Regions from separate parts of the Mus musculus genome. Here regions 1 and 3 are each linked to region 2. The links are chromatin contacts, called in public Hi-C and HiChIP or PLAC-seq maps. All regions are on one chromosome and are shown on one strand. The core of a region is the stretch at or near the end of the contact, and the rest is flanking DNA. Distances in the headings are between cores, read along the strand shown. Region 1 has its middle 33 kb from the start of Gm29676. Region 2 overlaps Jarid2 (jumonji, AT rich interactive domain 2). Region 3 has its middle 12 kb from the start of A330076C08Rik.

What was found. A called contact is a pair of places that touch in the nucleus more often than the background predicts. HiChIP or PLAC-seq counts read pairs in DNA pulled down with a chosen protein or histone mark.
Region 1: a contact with region 2 is called in a Hi-C map of bone marrow-derived macrophages, with 15 read pairs. The contact joins two enhancer-like sites. A contact is called at or near these places in 2 of 39 promoter capture datasets (the HPC-7 cell line and hippocampal neurons), 1 of 15 datasets of contacts at CTCF or cohesin (large pre-B cells), 4 of 484 Hi-C or Micro-C datasets (B cells, adipose-derived mesenchymal stem cells, bone marrow-derived macrophages and 1 more), 3 of 115 datasets of contacts at active chromatin or transcription factors (bone marrow-derived macrophages, cardiomyocytes and microglia) and 1 of 9 other capture datasets (embryonic stem cells).
Region 3: an H3K27ac HiChIP or PLAC-seq map of heart atrium shows a contact between it and region 2, with 6 times the contacts expected there. The contact joins two enhancer-like sites. A contact is called at or near these places in 4 of 484 Hi-C or Micro-C datasets (bone marrow-derived macrophages, embryonic somatosensory cortex, liver and 1 more), 3 of 115 datasets of contacts at active chromatin or transcription factors (craniofacial prominence, embryonic stem cells and heart atrium) and 1 of 9 other capture datasets (embryonic stem cells).

Annotation. Positions count from the first base shown.
Region 1 is chr13:44,291,423-44,294,494 of GRCm38.p6, reverse strand. No RefSeq gene overlaps it. Among named protein-coding and RNA genes, the nearest start is that of Gm29676, 33 kb to the right of the region's middle. Within about 2 kb of position 1,599, at least 50 of the 459 cell types and tissues checked have an H3K27ac peak or open chromatin away from gene starts, as enhancers often do. A contact at or near this core is called in bone marrow-derived macrophages, where this site is marked.
Region 2 is chr13:44,818,065-44,821,134 of GRCm38.p6, reverse strand. All of the region lies in intron 1 of Jarid2 (jumonji, AT rich interactive domain 2), which reads right to left. Among named protein-coding and RNA genes, the nearest start is that of Jarid2, 88 kb to the right of the region's middle. Within about 2 kb of position 1,319, at least 49 of the 459 cell types and tissues checked have an H3K27ac peak or open chromatin away from gene starts, as enhancers often do. A contact at or near this core is called in bone marrow-derived macrophages and heart atrium, where this site is marked.
Region 3 is chr13:44,227,114-44,230,163 of GRCm38.p6, reverse strand. No RefSeq gene overlaps it. Among named protein-coding and RNA genes, the nearest start is that of A330076C08Rik, 12 kb to the right of the region's middle. Within about 2 kb of position 1,298, at least 65 of the 459 cell types and tissues checked have an H3K27ac peak or open chromatin away from gene starts, as enhancers often do. A contact at or near this core is called in heart atrium, where this site is marked.

The DNA.
Region 1 (3,072 bases), core at 350-2,849, 530 kb after region 2:
ACGTCCTCATTGACATGACCAAAGATGTACCCCCTCGGTGATGTCAACTTAGTCAAGGTGGCAGTCGGAACGCACCATTCCAGACTGCAACTGAGCACTTGCTGGAAGCCATTGCAAATGAGTCTCTGATCATGCACAGAAACCTGTCTTGCATGAAGCTGTGTGTGCCCCGTATGTGCTCGTTTCTTATGTATGCAGGACATTGACTGGCAACAGAAAGCCAGCGTTGTAGCCCTGTTGAGACCAGAATCCTAGTTCTATAAATCCCCGAGGGGTCCTCCACTGAGATTTAATTTAATTTTTAAGTCTTGGCAAATGGGATGCTGTATGTTTGGGTAGACTCGCATCGTTTAAAAGGTTCTTGCAGTTTAGATCTTGCGTGTAATTTGTTACATTAGCTCTGGGCAAAAATATTTGCTTTTTGGTCCTTTGTGGTTTGGGTTCCTCCTCAATACTGACCTGGCATGCTAGAGAAGGCAGAGCTGTGGAAACGAGCCATGGGGAAGGGGAGGGAGGTGTCGGCGAGCCCGTGCAGTAAAGCTTGTTGCTAATGGCAGCTTGGTAGACTGTAGGAGCGGGCACGTGATTTTCCTGGCTCGCTTGACAGTTCTTGTGTATTTTGGATCTTACCCTGTTGAGAGCAGGAAACCGAAGCAGCTTGGATGAGGCCCTTTAAACTCAAATGGAAGTTGGGAAAATGTTCCTCCCAATACATTAGATTAAGTGAGAGTGGGGATTTTGTTGTTGTTTAAAGTGAAATTCACCCTGTTTTTATGAGTCCTGACAATATAAAGGTTGGCTGTCTTTAACATGAACAGACCCACAATGAGTTATTCTAATTGAGAATTTGGCTATCTTCTTGGATTCTAAACCTGTGAGCACTGGGTAATATTCCACCACTAAGGGCTTACTCCTATATCTGTGGAGACAAGAATGAGGCAGATACCATGCCCCATTTTATTAGAGCAATTACAGAAAAAAAAATCCAGTCCTTCTCCATCATTCATAGTCCAATAATGGAAAATTCTAGAAAGAACTAAAAAAATTTTTTTTTTATTTCACATTGATAGGGATCATATTCTGGGTCTAGTGAATGCCAGGCATTCAACCCCAGATCTATACCCCCCAGGATCAACTTGTAAGCTTTTTCTCCTCTCCTCTCCTCTCCTCTCCTCTCCTCTCCTCTCCTCTCCTCTCCTCTCCTCTCCTCTCCTCTCCTCTCCTCTCCTCTCCTCTCCTCTCCTCCCCTCCCCTCCCCTCCCCTCCCCTCCTCTCCCCTCCCCTTTCCTCCTCTCCTCCTTTTCTTCTTCCTCCTCCTCCTTCTCTCTCTTTCTCTCTCTCCCTCTCTCTTTCTTTTTCTCTTTGAGACAGGGTTTCTCTGCGTTGCTCTAGCTGTCCTGGAACTTGCTCTGTGGAACAGGCTGGCCTTGAACTCAGAGCTTCTCCTGCCTCAGCCTCTCAGTGCTGGGATTAAAGGTATGCACCATGCCCGGCTCAATTCATCAGCTTTGTATTGTGCATTTATTGAGCAGCATAACAAAAATCCCACGTGTCCTGCCTGAGACAGGAAGTCTCCTTTGCTCAGTGTACCCTCTCTGTGTGAGCTTCCTGCCTGATTGCCATTGGGTAGCTGCCTCTGTTCTCACATTCACACTCTAGGTGCTGCAGAGCCTGAGCTCAAATGAGTCTTATTTTACTTAATAATGTTCCCAGAGCACAAGCTAGGGATGTCGGTAATTCAGATATGTCAGCGTTTCCTTCAAGAGAAACTGAAAGTACAGGAAAATAGTTTGAGAAAGATGAGGTCACTGAGACCCAAGGTCACATTGGATGCATGTGACAAATGTAACGTTTCTTCCTGTGGTGATTCTTGCAGGGGTATCTGGGTATTCTGGGCATTGCCTTGAGGTTAAATAGTAGCCACAGTGATTTTAGACCTGCTCCTTTCTACGGCACAGCATCAGCCTCAGAACAACAGCACAGAATGTTTTATAGCCAGCTTTGATCCATAACTGTAGAGGAAAGGGGAAGCTAAAATACTCCTTGCTAGCTGTCACTCAGAGAGCCAATGTGGTCCTTGTGAGCAGGCAGATCCTCTGCAGGGACATACCTCTGCCTTGGGCCCTGGTAGCAAAACCTTCTCTTCTTGTTATCTCACCCTAGGTGACATAGTGGCTTCTTGGCATTGCTTATCTATGGGTCGGTTTGAGTTCCATAAGGGTTTATACAACTCAAAACTGTATGCCTCTACGATATATATGTGTATGTGTGCTTTGATATGCGTGTTAACTGTGCATTGATAAATCTAGCTAACTAATAGATGTATGACCTCACGTGCTAAGGGTTTCGATAGCTTGTGTCTAATATTTTTCAATACCTCTGCAGCACCATGCCATGTATGAGATACTGGCTTGTCCAGCCAGAAGACTCCTCAGGTACAGCTCCGTCCCTTATTTTTACTGATTAATTAATTAATTAGTTCCTGAAGTGGGTACTGACTTTTCCAAAGTCAACAAGTTTCTGGTGGGGAGGGCAGACAGAGGAGACATTTCACAGATGTGTGCAGATAAGTACTATAGCACCTTATCTACTGTATCATATGACACCGATTGGATACATAAAAATTGAAGTATTGATTTCCCAGTGAGCCTTCTCATTGCTGGGCCTTCGTCTTCAAGCAGACATTTTATATTGAGTGGACAGAAACGTTAATTAAGTAATGCAACTCATGTTTATTGATTGTTACTAAGGGCAAGGCTCAATGCTGTGTGCTCTGGGAAGGACACACATGGATAGAGAATGAGCCGTGTTCTCAGGACCTTCTCTCTCAAGGAAGAAATTGGAAGTATTTTATCAAGGATTCTGTGCATGTCAAGTTTTCTGTGATTACACAGAACACTGCGGTCTCCACGTGATGCATGTAAGTAGTGTGTACCTCACACATGGAAAAGCAGAAAGCAGCTTCTATAGGCAGAGTTAGAGGAAATCCCACAGAGTGAGTGGCATTTCATTGACCTGAAACGAGCAGATATTTGGCCACCTTTACCTGGTAGGAAAGAGTTAGGATCAAAG
Region 2 (3,070 bases), core at 70-2,569:
AATGGATGGGGAGACAATTGGTCAGGAAGCAAATTTGATATTTAGGCAAAATACTTTTGACAGAAATTACAATGCAAAATCCTCACTTGGTTCAAGTTCCAAAACAAGAATCTCAGGAAGTTGGTGGACACACTGGACTAGGGAGACAGCTCAGCAATTAGATGTCATTTGCCACAACCTACAAAGATGGGAGGGAGAACCAAATCCACACAGAACCAAATCTTGCAGACCATGTACAGATGACCTTCATGGAGACTCAGACTATGAAAATGCTACTGTCTGCATTGATACCAAGGTCTCCTAAGTGCTCACTGATAGCCAGGCGCCCTCAATGTACTTCATGAACTAATTGTGACTTCTTTGCTCAGCTGACAGTGCTGGCGTGACAAATCTGAAAAAGCAGGATGGCCAGCCATTTCCTCCTCCTAGGGTAATATTTCAGGTACCAGCAGTTAAATCATTGTACAAGACAATGATATCCTGTTCCAACAACAGTTTAAAACATGAAGAAGCTGGGCATGGTTGCGCACGACTTTAATCCCAGCACTCAGGAGGCAGGAGCAGGCGGATTTCTGAATTCAGGGCCAGCCTGGTCTACAAAGTAAGTTCTAGGACAGCCAGGTCTATATAGAGAAACCCTGTCTCGAAAAAAACAAAAACCAAAAAAACAAAAACAAAACAAACAAACAAACAAAACAATGAAGAAAGTATCAAACAGTAAAAATGGGGGCTGAAAAGAGTCAAAGTACAGGCTGCACTTCCAGAGGACCCAGGTTTGTTTCCAAGAAACAGTATGGTGGTTCGCTGTAGTTCCAAAGATTTGAAACCCTCTACTGGACCTTCTGGATTTGCTGGCACTATACACACAAGTGGTGCGTGCACCAATCAAACACCCATATACATAACTCACACAATAATAAATAATATTACATAATAATCCACTTAAAATAAAGTGGAACTAACCAGTGCTTCTTGATAGAGACTAAGCATTTCCCTGGCAGTGAAAGGCAGAGGGATGAAAGGCACTGCCAGAGAAAGGCTGCAGAGAGGGCATAACTTCAACTTGGGACATGGCCACTTCTGTCACTTTGACACTGGGAAAAGTTTCCTTCCGCAGAATCCTCTCAGATCAATTCAATGCTAATCCATGCTTTAAAACTCTTTTCTAAAACATCCCCAAAAAAAAAAAAAAAAAAAAAACCTGGTAAAATAATTCATGGCCAGAAGCCAAAAAAGCATCCAGGAAACTTTCTAAGAGGGGGTGTACCCTCTGAATTTGATTTTAAAATAAAAACATGAAAAGGTTTTCTCAGAACCCTTTCTTGGGATAAAGAAATGAGCCTGAAAACACTAATACAAGGAGTTTACTCCCTAAATAAATGTGGCTTTACTTTGATCACTGCCCTTTTTTTAAAGTTACAGTTGAAATTGGATTAGGAACTTCTGCTGAAAACGATTTATTTCATAACACAGCTCTGACAGACTGAACCTCAGGCCACCAGCTGTGCTTTTATAAAAAACTGCTGGGTAGCTGCCAAGTCAGCTCTTTTGCGTCTGAACATGTCAGACATCCGTTGTCAAGTAGGTAGTGGCATGGCAGGAAGATATCTACACATTTTGCCATGACGGGGTACATTCAGGACAGAGTAGTCAGAACTAATCCCTCCTACATCTCTTATCCTACCATATTTAAAGATGCCAGATCTACAGCAGGATTATCTGAACTCACACAATGTACAACGCAACAATTAAAGCACTCACACAAAATTAAATAATGACTTAGCTATAAAGTTCCATCATAGGAACTTGTTCTAGACAGTACTGTGTACGACACTGGTTAAGATTTCAAGTGACCATATGAGCTATTTGATAATGCATTTTATTACATCATACTCGGTGCCCATTCACATAACCATCCTGCAAGTGATTCCAACCCTGCCTGCTACACATGGCCTTCCCATCATTCAGAGAAGGTATATATATAGCATTCTGTGCAGATGCTCCTAAACCCACCACAGGATTATGCCACTGTTAAACCCATAGTAATTTAAAAACAGTGAAGTACAAAATACACTGAGACATACAGTTATGTTGTCAAACACTGTGCAGTTCCAACTGGAGTAAAAAGAAAATAATAGAACATACTTCTGAGGAAGAGATCTAAAAACATATTTCACAATATTATGGCTTCTACTAATATATACTACTTTCACATACCATGAAGGAAACCAGTGCAATGTCAGGGCCAAGCGTATAAGACAATGCAGTTTACAGTGCAATGTATGTATGCATGCATGCATGTATGCACCCATGTGCGTATGCATGACCACGCACATACCAACACACACACAATAGTATATTTGTGTATAATATAAAAATATATAATATTTTATATGCTTTTAAATTACTTTCCAGAAATCAAGGCTATAAACGAAGACACTGGAGACTGAGGCCACTCAAAGCCATTTGACTGTGATTCTCTCTTGCCTCTACTTCACTCAAAAACCCTGGCTTGTGAAATACACTCCTTCCCACGGAACATTACTGAGTTTCTTTACAAGCTCAATCACTATCCAGCTGGCTTATCGGCTCAGCAGTAAACCAACAAAAATTAGCATCAGCACATACACACCTCTACACTGTCCATCCAGACAAATTATACCAATCATTAGGTTTTACTGATAGTCACGTCTGCAAGTCTGACCATAAATATTACACTAGTGTAATTATTATAGAAACAGCTAATTGTGCCTAGTGTCCATCCCATACTAAATACCCTACCTTACATGGAATAGATTGCATCTATAGACACACCCTTAAATACCTGCCCCACCCATTCTACTACTTCCTTTCACACTGGAATGTCGCTGTGCACCACATAGTATGTTTCCAGCCTTCTACCTTTTATAATAAGCCTATGAAACATCACCACACTTTATTTATATAACACTGCGGATCATATCCTGCCTTCAATCTCATGATGGTTATAGGGAGCACCAGAACAGCAACACAGGAGCGTCAAAGGAAATCTGTAAAAAGTGCTGAAACACACGGCGAACAAAATACCTAT
Region 3 (3,050 bases), core at 49-2,548, 590 kb after region 2:
AATTCATACACACACTCACTCACACATACTCATGCACATACATTCACACACACACACTCACACACATTCACTCACATACTCGCACACTCACATATACACACATACATACACACACATACATACACTCACATACACACACAATTCACACACATACACACACACATTCACATACATACACTCACACACACTCTCCCACACACACCCCACACACTCAAAGAACACACATGGGGAGAATGCAATACAGCAAACAAGAGAGAGCACCTAGAGAGAAGACATGCCCATGAGGACACTGAGGGGCAGTACAGGTGACCCTGGCAAAGTCAACACTGACAGCACTAGAGAATAGGAGATGGTGCTGGCTGCTCCCATAAACTGCCGGCCCTTGGAGGGTGCTAGTCACAGGCAGGTATGGTTCTGAGGGCTTTAAAGGAAGTAAACCAGCCGATACTTGTGATGAACATGGAGCCCTGGATGCAGAAGTTTAGTTTGTCCCAGCTCTTCTGGCATCAGGACCTTGTGACACTAGACAGGTGACAAAGCCTGTGTGTATTTTAAGGTCCTGAGTAACTCAGGATGTGTGTTAATATCAGCTGATCTAGAGAAAGGACCTCAGACTCTGGAGACCTCAACCTAGATGACAACTCAGCAGGAGCACCAGGCTCACATCCCTCCACCCACACACCCATCCTTCTATGTCTCAGATCCTACGTGAAGCCCTTGCGTTGCCCAACACTCCAGCCTGGCCCTCATTCCCTTCTCTCTCCCTCTGGCTCTCACGTCATTAACAAAACTCCCCAGACCCTTGCAAATCCCCTAAAGCAGGACTGTCCCAGGAGACAAATGGTGGATTTAATAAGCTTCCCCTTAAATGGCCTCAATCCCTTCCAGTTGATTAGGAGGAGAAAACACCGGACTGCAGGACAGTTCCCGGGCAGGAGGTGAGGGAGGGAGAATAAAGAATGTCTCCCAGCTCCCGGGCCTCGGGGACCAAATTAAGAAAGCAGGCACCACTTACTCAAAATCAGATGAATGTCAGCGGAATGTTTGTCAAACAAACTTGTCATTATTTGTCACAATTTGAGGACGTATCCGTCAGTCGTCACACTGGAGCGTGTAACAGCTATTTATAGCTGCCAGCCGAGAGTTTTAACTCATGCAGGGCCAAGGCTCCACAGTATAAACAGATTTATTTATAATGATTGCGCAGCTATAAATAGTTTGGTTTGGGGAGCGTCGAAGAACAGCTCTGGAATGTTCTGCCAGTGCCAGCGGCAGGAAGGCTGACAGCGGGAGATGAACCCTGCTTTTTGTTTTGTTTTCTTCTTCTTCTTTGGAGACTCTTTATGTATGTCCTTGGTCACACCCTTCCTCAATGTCTCTTCTGGAAGGGGAGTGGTGTTCCTCTGCATTCCCAGGAGATGGTAGAAGTTACTCACTTAATTAACATCTGCCCCAAGATCCTCCCTTGAAAGGGAGTCCAGGCCGGGGCTTCGCCTCCTTTGTGCCTATTCGTGGACAATGAACTAATTACAGTCTCTTTTCTCCCGCAGGGTTGGGGGGGGGTGTTATCCTGTTATTCCAGCGAGAAGGCAACTCTCCAAAGGCTTGTTTATAGCTTCAGATTTAATTTGAATGGCTGTGTCCTCTCTTCCAAAATAAGAGGTTATCAGAAATGAACTAGTTTCTCATGTCAGCAGGACCCCAGCTGAGGATTAAAGAGTAGGGGTGGGGGGAGGTGCTGAGGAGAGGGACGGGAACACGCATGTATAAACTGTACATGGAAAACACATAGTTGCATCAGTGTAAAATCCGATCATTATAACATTTGGCACAGGGGCAATAGCGATCCACTAGCCAGCCTGCACCCCTGCCCTCAAGAGCACATACCTATTTATCACATTGAAATGTCTGCTGTCATACCTCTTTCTAATGCCATCTGCCAAAGTCATCCGCTCAGTTTTCATGCGGCTGGCCTCAATCTTATTTTGCATACACACACACACACACACACACATATACATACATAAAGAAAAGGTGTGTCCTGGAAAAAAATTTATTGGATCTTAATTTGCAAGATTAGTTCTGGTTCATTTTATGGCTGTAATTTAATACTCATAATGATTTTCTGACACATATGTTTTAGCAGCAAGCTCTCCCTCCTATTCATCTTTCATTTCGATACAGCTCTAAAGTAGATTAGGCTGGATGGTACGCGTCAGGGAGTGTGGCACCCCGAGAGAAACTGGCATCAAACTGCTGCGGCTGCTCCAAGCTGGCAACAAGGCTCAGCTGGGCACAGGGGATGGGATGGCAGAAGCAAGAAGCCCAACTTCGAGAGCCATCATTATCAGCTATATCATCATCATCATTACCATCACTAGTGTAATTCTTTGAGGACGGCTGTAAGTCAGGCCCTATGTAATCAAAAGCCGCTGAGTACCTCTGCAGGTAGTATAGCTTATGGGTACAAACCGATAGTTTAGTTCTCTGGATGTCAAAGAGGGGGAAGGCTCTGGAAGGTTCTGCCAAAGCCAGTGACAGGGCAGGTAGACATCAGTAGCAGAGAGATGAATCCTGTGAGTCTTTGTCCTTTCCCTGGAGTCCTCAATGCTGCAGGACCCTAGGTGTGGAGGCCCACGTTTGGCGAAGGCAGGTTTCCTTTGACAGTCTCTCTGGGAACCTAAGTTATACATTTGCAAGAATGTACACATGACTATGTAACTTGATAAAAGTGACTTAAACTGAAAGTTGAGAGAGATTTGGGGAGTGCGGAGCTCATCCTGGAGAATGTGATGGACCTCTGAAGCGAGCAGCCCCCAAGCCTGGTTTAGGGTTATGACAGAGGCACCCAAGGCCAGGGTACAGGAAATCCAAGGGCATAATGTGAATCGAGTTGAATGGCCAGGTGGGCAACTCTTCGTTTATTATGGGAGAAGCCGTCACCATACATGCTACTAAGACTAATCCAACCTGCTGTGAGTTTACCTCACAGGGAGCTACACAGGACAGACTGCGTTCAGACAGATGGACGCTATACCAGGATTCTCCTT